Linked DNA regions of Lactuca sativa: region 1 is linked to region 2. The links are chromatin contacts, called in public Hi-C maps. All regions are on one chromosome and are shown on one strand. The core of a region is the stretch at or near the end of the contact, and the rest is flanking DNA. Distances in the headings are between cores, read along the strand shown.

Region 1 (5,383 bases), core at 2,277-4,776, 430 kb before region 2:
TATGCATAAGGCATATTTAATTACTCTTTATAAAATACTATAATTGACTTGATATATACAATTTAATATGTTTTTGGTATGTTATTTGTGATTGCAAAAGTATTTATTATTATTTTTTGTGTGTACATGCCGTTCAATCAATAATCTATTAAGTGTTGAATATTTATGATAAACATTCAAATATGGGTAGTCATACCAAGATGTGCAAAAGCTCGGTCCTACCTTTTATGGATTTCATCATTTCATTTATAATTTTGATTTTTAGTCAATTATGGTTTGATTAATCCCGAAATGCGTTGAGTCGGCTATATAAAAATTGAAATTTCAGCCTTTGTTGTTTTTTAATTAGGTCCGACTAGTTTGAAGAAACATCATTGATTACAATTACTTATAAGTTGTAATAACAAAATAAAAGTCATGTTCAATCCAAATTAAATTAACTATATCGGTTGAATTCAAAAAACACATGTAAAAATGATGTATTTAATTAGATCAAGTATTCATGACTGTTGAATTGTCTACTCATTATCATATTTGGTCATTTTCACTATCGACATTATATCGGTAAAACCATTTGAAGAAAAAGATTAGTACAAATTTTATCGAAAAAATTAATAGAACACATACACTAGTGAGGGTATTTTAGTCGATTTAACTTTATCATCGATCTTTATCATTGTTGTCGTAAGTGTCCACGACATATTTTACATCATTCTTTTTCATAATTGAAAAATCATAAACATAATGTTAATCTTTAAGGATGTTGATTTCAAATACTAATGATTAAAAAATAATTATGTTGAAGTAAATGCCAAAAAAATATGTCACTGAACTAAAATTAGTGATTTAAAAATAGTTGGGGGACATTATTTGTATCTAATTTTATTTATATTAAGTATAAGTGACGTTGGTTGGTTTGATGGCCGGTTTAACGGACGAACCGGATATATTTTATGTGTGAAAGGGATTAGGAACCGGATCTAGCCAGTGTGAACACGAATCTAGTACTATGATTCTTTCTTTTGTCTGTGGGTGTGTGTGGGGTATGCACTTCCAATGTGTGGTTGTTGTCAAGTAACTAAAAGGTTTGGTTTTAATTTATTAATTTCATAGGTTTTGTTATGAATTACTATTATTAAGTTATTTAAAATATTTTATTTAATTCAGATGATATTTGGTTAGTCGTGTATTCAAAAAATTTCGGTTCAAGATGCTTATAATAAAACTCTTTTTTAGATACAATATACGATTTCTTTTTAATGCTACAAGAAACTAGAGTTTTAAATATATTTATGTTGAAAGAATAAAAAAAAAGTATCGGTCATAAATCATAATCTCATTATTGTCTTCATTACTTATCTGAAATTCACCTACCATTTTAGATCCGTACAATTTTCTCATCCAAATGAAAGTTTTTTTTTTTTTTTTTTTTTTTTTTTTTTTTTTTTTTTTTTTTTTTTTTTAGATAACGTGTATTTTAAAATAACTAATAACTTGGTTATTTATAATCATATCTTTTATATTGTAAACATATAATTAATTAATGAGAAATTAAATTGGTTCCTACTATTTCTTCCTACTAATATACCTATCCACTAAAATTATGTCATTTGTCATTAATATTTCATCTCATTTAATTTAATTTGATATTCCTATAGTGCCCTTAATGAAGTAATTGAGAAAAAAGGAAGAAAAATATCATGTAAGATACATGATCGTTCGTAGCAACCTGCAATCCTGATTCTTTCTCAATATCTCAAACCCTTCTTCTTGTTATTCTATTGCTCATGACAACTGCAACCAAGCGCGCCAGCAACCACAATCACAACAACAACATACAGATAAATTTTGCTTTAATTATGTGAAGGCTACACACACTAATGGTGTTTTAAAGTTCGATCTTGTTACATTTTTCTTTTTGAAGCTATATGATTTTGTTTGTGGGTTCTAAATATTTTTATCTTTTGTTAAGACTTCTGTTGGCAGTTATAGGTGACGGATAAAATAGAATAATAGTGAATAGTGATTATAGAAATTGGTCAGTCATATTTGCATTTATAATATAACTGTATAGTTATATTTCTAATAAGATAACTCTTATTTATTGATTAATATTACAACTTATAGTAGGTTATGTTGCTTTATTATTGATAAAATCTTTGGTTTATTGTTAACAAAATATTTGATATTTGATCATGGAGATTGCAAATTCAGTTAAAGAGGCTATAAATTCAGTAGAAAAGGATGCAATTTCAATAGAAAAGGCTGCAATTTCAGTTGAAGAGGCTGCAAATTCAATTGAAGAACATACAAATATCAATCCTCAAGATCAAAAAATTCCTAAAGTTGGAATGAAGTTTGATTCAGAAGAAGACCTTTACAATTACTTTAAAACATATGCATTCCATACTGGATTTGGTATACGAAAATCTAGTACAAGAACAAAAGATTCTTGTGCTAAAACATACTATTCGCTTGGATGTGCTAAAGGAGGGGTATATGTGCCTAAAACAAGCAAACCATATAAAAAGTCTTCTAAAACAAACTGTAAAGCACAAATTAGCGTAATTGCATATAGTGATGGAAGATGTGTTATCTCTAGTATGTTTCTCGAACATAATCATGCTTTAAGTCCCAAAAAATCTCGTTTCCAACGATCACATAAGAAAATGGATTCATATGCTAAAAGAAGACTTAAATTGAATGATTATGCTAGAATTCCATTAAATAAATTTTTTCACTCGTTAGTTGTTGAAGCGAAAGGGTATGAAAATTTGCCTTTTGGCGAGACAGATTGTAGATCTTACATCACAAAAGTAAGATATCTAAGACTTGGGCTTGGGGATGCCAAGACACTTCGTAATTATTTTGTCTGTATGCAAAAAAGGACTTCAAATTTTTTCTATGTGATTGATATAGATGATGAATGTCGTATGCGAAATATATTTTGGGTGGATTCAAGGTCAAGGGCAACATACGAGTCATTCGAGGATGCTATTTCGTTTGATAGCACATATTTGACTAACAAATATAATATGCCGTTTGCGCCTTTTGTTGGAGTAAATCACCATGGACAATCTATCTTATCTGGATGTGGTTGCTTTCACGAGAGGATACAGAAACATATGTATGGTTATTCAAGTCATGGTTAGAATGCACGAATGGACAGGCACCAAAAGCAATAATAACAGATCAATGTCGATCAATGCAAGGAGCTGTGGCATAGGTATTCCCTGATTCTCATCATCATCTTTGTCTTTGGCATATTATGAAAAAGATTACTGAAAAATTAAGTAGGTTGCCTCAATATAAATTAATAAAGAAGACTCTAAAAACCCTTGTATATGAGTCTACGGACACTCAAGAGTTTGAAGATGCGTGGCGCAAGTTGGTTGAAAAGTAGGCACTTGAAAAAAAATGAGTGGTTAAGTTCTTTATTTAACGATCGAATGTGTTAGGTGCCGATATATGTGAAAGAAAACTTTTGGGCAGGGATGTCTAATACACAAAGAAGTGAAAGCATTAATGCTTTTTTTTGATGCATATGTTAATTCTAAAATCTCATTGCGACAATTTGTTGAGCAATATGACAATGCACTAAAAAGCAAGATTGAAAAAGAAAATAAGGCTGATTTTGAGTCTCTCAATTGTTCTTATAAATTAGTAACTGGGTTTTATTTTGAGAGACAGTTTCAGGAAGCATACACAAATACAATATTTAAGTTGTTTCAAGATGAGTTAGGAGGTATGTTATTTTGCAATTCTTCATTGGTCAAAGTGGATGGTACACGCTATGTATTTCATGTCACGGATATTATGGAATGGAAACATGGAGATTCTAAAAAAAGAGTTGTTCATACTGTTAGTTGTGATGAGATTGAATGTGATATACAATGTTTTTGTCATTTGTTTGAGTTTCGAGGAATTATTTGTAGGCATGCGGTGAAAATATTGATTGAGAAGGATGTTAAAGAAATCCATCAACGGTATATTTTGTCCCGATGGAGGAAAGATGTGAAGCATGGTCACTACTTAGTGATAAATTGTTATGAAGATTTAATGAGTTGTGAAAACGCTAAATAATTTAACCACTTGTGTTCCAATTTTTACGAGGTTGCGCATATTGCTAATTCCCGCGAAAAGTATGAATACTTGCTAAATTGTGTAAATATGGCTAAAGAAAAGTTAAATGATGATTCGGTTTTGGGTTGTAGTAGTAACATCAATTTGGTAGTTAAAGATGTTCGTGTTTCAGACTCGACTACGAAATTGTTACCACCCTTGCAAGTGCGTGGTAAAGGCCGTCCACCATCCAAGAGAAAGGAATCTAGAGTATAACAAGTTATGAAGAAGAAAACAAAGAAAAATGTAATATTTTATGTATCTAGACTTTTTTCTTAATTTGGTTAATATAGTTTATAATAACCGAGTTTTTTAGGTACGTGAAAAAACGGACAACATACAACAAGATCAACCAGATTCAAGTCGTGAGCATGGAGCAAATTCCTATAATGCTGAGCCGAACTACCAATTTGATCTTAATGTACCGATTTGAATGTTAAAGACCGATGAGTAGGTGGAAATAGTATAATATAGGTTTTTTGAAAAAAGATTAAATTTTAGTTTCATTTATTTTGCATTTAATGATTTTGAAAGAACCGAATGACATTGTGATAGTGTTACGAATTGGATTTCTTGGTTTCAAAATAAAACACACAATTGTCATTTATTGAATAATTGTAATTTTATTCTGTGAAGGATCAAAATATGCTACAAGAATATGAGTAGAGGGCATTTTGGTCCTTTTATTATGTTATGGGGTTGCCTAATATTGTGTACATACAAATGGAACAAAAAAAAAGTAAGAGCTGAAACAGAAATTGAACAACATTGATATGTAGTCTTCCCGAGCCTATATCTGATTCAATATATAACCAAAAAATGTGTTTGTATAGTCTAAAATGAAGTACAAACTCTAAATTACATGCTGGAAAAAAAATCAAGTAAATCCGACTTCATATGACTGGGTTATGTGTATTTTTAAAAGTGGGACAGATTGCAAAAAAAAAGTGTTGAAACAGAAATTAAACAACATTGATACACAGTCTTCCTGGGCCTATATCTGATTCAATATGTAACCAAAATATGTGTTTGTAGAGTCTAAAATGAAGCACAAACTCTAAACTACATGCTGAAAAAATATCAAGTAAATCCGACTTCAGTTGACTGAGTTATGTGCATTCTAACTCAAGGGCATTTTTGTCCAGATTTACAAAATGGAAGCTTTGGCCATTTTTGTCTAGGTTTACAAAAAAAAAAAAAAAAAAAAAACAATTCAAGGGCATTTGTGTCCTAAACGAGAAATGAAATTAATGGACATTTG
Region 2 (5,362 bases), core at 1,091-3,590:
GGGGAGGGAGCGATTCAACTATCACCGGTTTTACATTGATTTCTGAACCGGATTGAATCGGCCGGTTTTTAGAAAAAACCGGTTGAACCGGTCAAAATAAACCGGTTAATCCGAATAAAAACACATGAAAATTAATTATTTACATAATAAACTTTGGTATTTTTTTTCAAATATATTTAGTTTTCTCTAAATAAAAACATATATTAAATTTTATAAAGTTTTTTGATGTGGTTGTATTCATCTAAAACTATATTTCGTTTCGGTATTATTTTTTTTTTCTTTTTTAGCATATATGGATTGATGTAAAATACTAAAACTTATGGTTATGTATTATTTTAATGTATTTTGATTCATTTACAACTTATTTTTATGTGTATTTTTAATGTTTGAACTTGTAAACATCAAATTCATAATTTATATATGTATGTGTAGGAAAATAGAAAAAAACATGAAAAATATAGAAACCGGTTCACTCGACGGTTAAACCGGTTGAACCGGGAACCGGTCACCATACCGGTTCAACTAAAAAACCGGTTTTTAAAACATTGCTCTTACCATTCAAAACTCGTCAATAATTTAATTATTTTACAAATACTAATCAAACAAGGTTAGATGTTGGGAAAATAAGTTTGTAGTGTTTGACATTGAGTTGCTATTAGGTAGACAATCATTCGTGCTTTATCGTAAACTCCAAGGTATATCAATAAAAAAATTGCTAACTTTTATAAAGAAAAAGTCGATAAATATTTTGATTACGTAGTTTTCCCCTCATATATAGTTGTATAAACTAAAAATGGACAAAAAGATTGGTTGCCAAATTTTCCTGTTTTAACATGCTCGTAAAGCCTATCCTTATCACTTGTCCCTTTTTTGTCAGCTTAAAATTAAGTGTACATATTTTATTTGTTAATTGAATCCATTTTATTACATAAACCATTGTTTGGACAAAGTTCAATAGATTCTAAAGGGATTTCATGAAAGAAACTAAACCACTGCTATACATTCAATCTCAATCCTTGCATCTAATGGCAATGCTGCCACCTGATAAGTCGAACGTGCAGGTGCTGGTGCAGGGAAATCTGAAAAATACCATATAACAATTTTTTTTTTTTTTTTTTAAAACAGTCAAAAAAGTATAATGTTTTAATCACTAGAAAATAATATTAATAAACAATCTTTAATGTTAAGATGTATGTATAGTGAGCTCACATTTAGCATAGATCTCGTTCACCTTCTTGAAGTCTTTCAGATCTGCCAACCTGCCACCAAAGTAAACATCAAAAATTAGTCTTATACACATCCCCTTAAAGATGATGATGGATAAAAGCATGTTTACTTACATGATTGTGGTTTTAACCACGGAGGAATAGTTGGCGCCACTTGCTTTCAATATCTCTCCCATATTCTTGAGAACCTAAAAAATGGGTTGATCTGAATTATATTTACATCTCTATAGTCTATGCATTATGCAAATGGATAAATTACCTGCTCTGTTTGTTCTTCCACGGTGTCTGAGACAAACTTTCCACTCTACACAAGTACCAAAACATAATTATGAATACACCGGAATGGATTAAACAGTTAAAAGAGAGAGATTAAGAAAGCATTTGCAAATTGCAAATAGTGAAAAAGAATGTGAACCTCGGGAATAAGACCAAGGACACCGGATACAAATACTGTATTATTGGCCTTTATAGCTTGGGAATAGGGACCCAAAGCTGCTGGAGCCTTGTCTGTTTTAACAGCCTCCTTTATACCTGCATCCAAATATCCAAGATGTTTACTCAATAGTCAATACCCATTCTTCAATCCTTGCCTTGAAAAAGTGACAGTTTAATTCAACAAACACTTTAATTCACCCTTGAACTCGAAAAAGTGACAGTTTGAAGTCCAATATCAAAGCGTAGTTCCTTTTCTCAATGGAAAACTACCTAAATTTTTCTAACTGGAAAACTACTTCAATATTTCTCAATGACTCAAATGCATTGATAAACAAAAGAAATAGAATATTTCAATCAATCAGATATCAAACATTACTCACTAGCGTCAGTAGAAACGGCCAAGCAAGCAAAGGGCTTAGATCGGCGGGAGTAACACGGTATAGACGATCTCCGAATGGTTGAGCCCACAGATGAGCTGCATCTTAAGCCAGGAGAAACTGGAATACGGTGGCGGAGTCCGCCCATACCAATCGCCGGATCATTTAACGAAATCGCCAAGGCGGAAACGGAGGACGCCATTTTTTTCTTATCGCCGCCGCTCAGTGATAAAAGTCTAAAATGGTCAGCACTCAGCACTCAACAATGACATCGAGAGAGCTACAAAAAGTAGTCTGCTTGTAGTTTGGGCTTATGGTGGTTTTGGCCCAAAATGTCACAAAATTTCAAAGAATAAAAATCTGTTTTATATAGTTTGAAAACAAATTTGTCATGTGGATAATATGTATTTGCTATTGACGTTACGTTTGGTGTCCACATATTATATTTATTTCGAGCAAATAAATGGAAAAAACCACGAGGGCTCCACATGACAGATGTGGTATTTATGTATATGAAAGGGTTGAGTTTAAAAGAAAACGACATATAGTTTTTTTTTCTTCCTAAAAATATCTGCTATCCATAAGTTTTAACAAAAGGTTGACATACAACTTTTTTGATTAACATGCATTATCTTTGTCGTACATTTATAATTTATAAAATAAAGTATAAATGGCAGAATACAAAGTAATGGACAGATAATTTATAATATACCAACAACATTACTGAACGAATTTTAATCAATCGTGGAATCAATGGCCTCGAAGCAATTGATGACGATGATGAATTACGATGAGAAATCATTTGGATTAGTGAAATGTTTGGTTTCATATCAAAATCATGTTGTCAAATCTAGTCATACTTCTCTTTTACATATTAACACAATATATCTTATGACTATTATATACTAATGTCCTATCTATGTGAAGCAATTGCCTTGAAATGAACACACAACAAAATTTAATTACTATTAGATGTTGAATATGTAGTTGTTTTCCATTAAAATGATTGATATTGAACTTTAAATTGCAAGTAATTAGTTTATTTTGAAAGCAATCGATCAATACCGAGTGAATAGGGATAGTATCATAGTAAGTCAATGTAAGTAACAGTATATTTGAAACAAAAGAGTAGCACATTGGTTTGCTTCTTAATTTAAGCACGGTGTAATAATATGGAATAGTGTTTATGTTCTTCAAATTTTCTCCATGTGACACGAGGGTAACATTTTAATTTGGTATAATCATATACTATAGCAACGGCAACCTTCCGTTAATTTTTGCATTTTACTTTGTAAGACATCCAACGATATTTTTTATTAATACTTTAAGGTTAAGTTGCCTATTTGTAAATTACGAAAATGGTGAGACCAAGACTGTACTTTTTGAAAGAACATTACACTAATTGTTTAATATTTACGTTACCAAGAAAAATTACAATTAGTCTAACAAATTAAATAAATCATAAATATGACATTATAATAGTTATAAAAACAAAATTGTAATCAAACCAAGTAATATCATTTATCACAGAAAATGATTTGGTGTGTGAAAAGTGGCCACTATTCCATATCACTAAAATGGTGGGGAGCTTAGAATAGTTTTTTATAAGATTCCACTAGTTTAAGAGTCGTTTAGATTGGTTTCAAGAGAACAAATTTGTGGACTAAATTAAAATAGTATTAGATACTAATTAAACTGTATAGGGGTATTGTCACTATCAGCCTCTTTTAATTGTAAAAGTTGTGTGCAGCTAGTTAATTATATAGGTTCCCTTGAGTTTGGTACTTTGGTTGCACATGGGCTTGAATATTTAGTTTATAGAATTGGATTCTTGGCATGTAATTATACTAATACTACTATCAAAAAGTACATATTTCTGATATCAATATTAGACAAGATGCATAATAGGGAATTCTTACATGTGCTCACTATTGTCTATATATTTCTGAAGTTTTGTTTATTTGGTTTTATATATTTTCTACCCTCAATGCATGTAGTGCCCCTTATATTTTTTTTAGTTATATAATTTAATGCAATAAAGTAGAGAACCAAAAAATCAACTTGCAACAATATTCATTGAGTTGAACTTTCTATGTCGTTTGGGAAGAGAATAATACACAGGTCGTAGATCTTTTGATCCATATCAATTATCAGGTGGGTTTATATTGTTAAGTTTGAATCTATAGTTATATAAATTAACCAGTAATTTAAATCGACTACTCAACGTTTATGTTCGGAAGGTTATAATTCAGTTGACAAAAACTAGATAAAAGACAATTATAATATATAACTAGCGAAGATTCCACCGCTTTGCGAGGGTTGGAAGTCATTGAGTGTTTGCAAAGGAATGTTAATACAAATATTTTATTAATTTATGCATTGATGTGGAGGTCGTTACATTCATTAAAAGTTGAACATGGTTTTAGTGGACAAAGATGTAGGTAGAACGTAAATGTAACGTAATCATTTTATGGATTGATGCAAGGATGAAGGAGATGTTGTCTTCCATGGAGAGGTTTTCGATTTTCGCATCTTCAATGATGGTTTTTAGGATTTTGTAATTCGGATACTCTGGTTGTGTGGAGACAGTATTGTGAGAGTTGTCTTTCATGGTGAAGCCTTCTTGAAGTTTCGTATGAGATGTTTCCAACAAAATTGCAAAATGAACCTAATGCAAATGTAATTAGTTTTTTTGTAAAGAAATGAAAAGAAATTGGAAAACAGAGAAAAAATGTAAAATAAAAGTGCATTGCTATTTATTGCATTTACTAGGTAACTATGGAAAAATGCAACGAATACAATGTCTTTTGGTTTTTGGTAAAAAAATTAAATACATTGCAAAAATACATAAACAAAAAGATTTAAGCTCAAAATACATTGCTATTTAGTATATATACCACCTAAATACGAAAATATGCAACAAATAGCAATGTGCTTTGGTTTTTGGTAAAACAAATCAAACAAAATGCATAAAACAAAAAACAAAAGGTGTAAAATCGAAGGACATTGCTATTTAGTGTTTTTTTTTTGTTAAAAAAACAAAAATAAGAAATTGAAAAAAAAAACAGGAAAAAAAGTTCTAAAGTAAAACTAAATTGATGTTTATTGCACTTACTGGCTAAGTACGAAAAATGCAACAAATACAATGGGCGTGTTCGGCACGGAACGTTTGGGAGCGTTTGAGAGCTTCTAGCTTCTAGCGTTTGACAAAACACTCTATTTTGAATAGAAAGCATCGTTCGGCACTACAAGCTTCTAGCGTTTACTTTAAACAAAATGCTTCAAATCCAAATGCCCAATGTCGAATAACGTTTAACAAAATGC

What was found. A called contact is a pair of places that touch in the nucleus more often than the background predicts.
Region 1: a Hi-C map of leaf shows a contact between it and region 2, with 4 times the contacts expected there. The contact joins the promoter of LOC111897383 here to the promoter of LOC111883579 in region 2. A contact is called at or near these places in 2 of 4 Hi-C or Micro-C datasets (leaf and seed).

The regions. Positions count from the first base shown.
Region 1 is chr5:7,788,472-7,793,854 of Lsat_Salinas_v11, reverse strand. It overlaps LOC111897383 (protein FAR1-RELATED SEQUENCE 9-like), which reads left to right and starts at 3,526. Exons shown (of 1, transcript XM_023893337.1): 1 at 3,526-4,083. The coding sequence starts at 3,526. The coding sequence ends at 4,083. It overlaps LOC111897384 (protein FAR1-RELATED SEQUENCE 8-like), which reads left to right and starts at 2,196. Exons shown (of 1, transcript XM_023893338.1): 1 at 2,196-3,152. The coding sequence starts at 2,196. The coding sequence ends at 3,152.
Region 2 is chr5:7,354,713-7,360,074 of Lsat_Salinas_v11, reverse strand. It overlaps LOC111883579 (reactive Intermediate Deaminase A, chloroplastic), which reads right to left and starts at 2,340. Exons shown (of 6, transcript XM_023879906.2): 1 at 2,042-2,340; 2 at 1,642-1,757; 3 at 1,486-1,530; 4 at 1,341-1,414; 5 at 1,210-1,259; 6 at 898-1,079. The coding sequence starts at 2,240. The coding sequence ends at 985.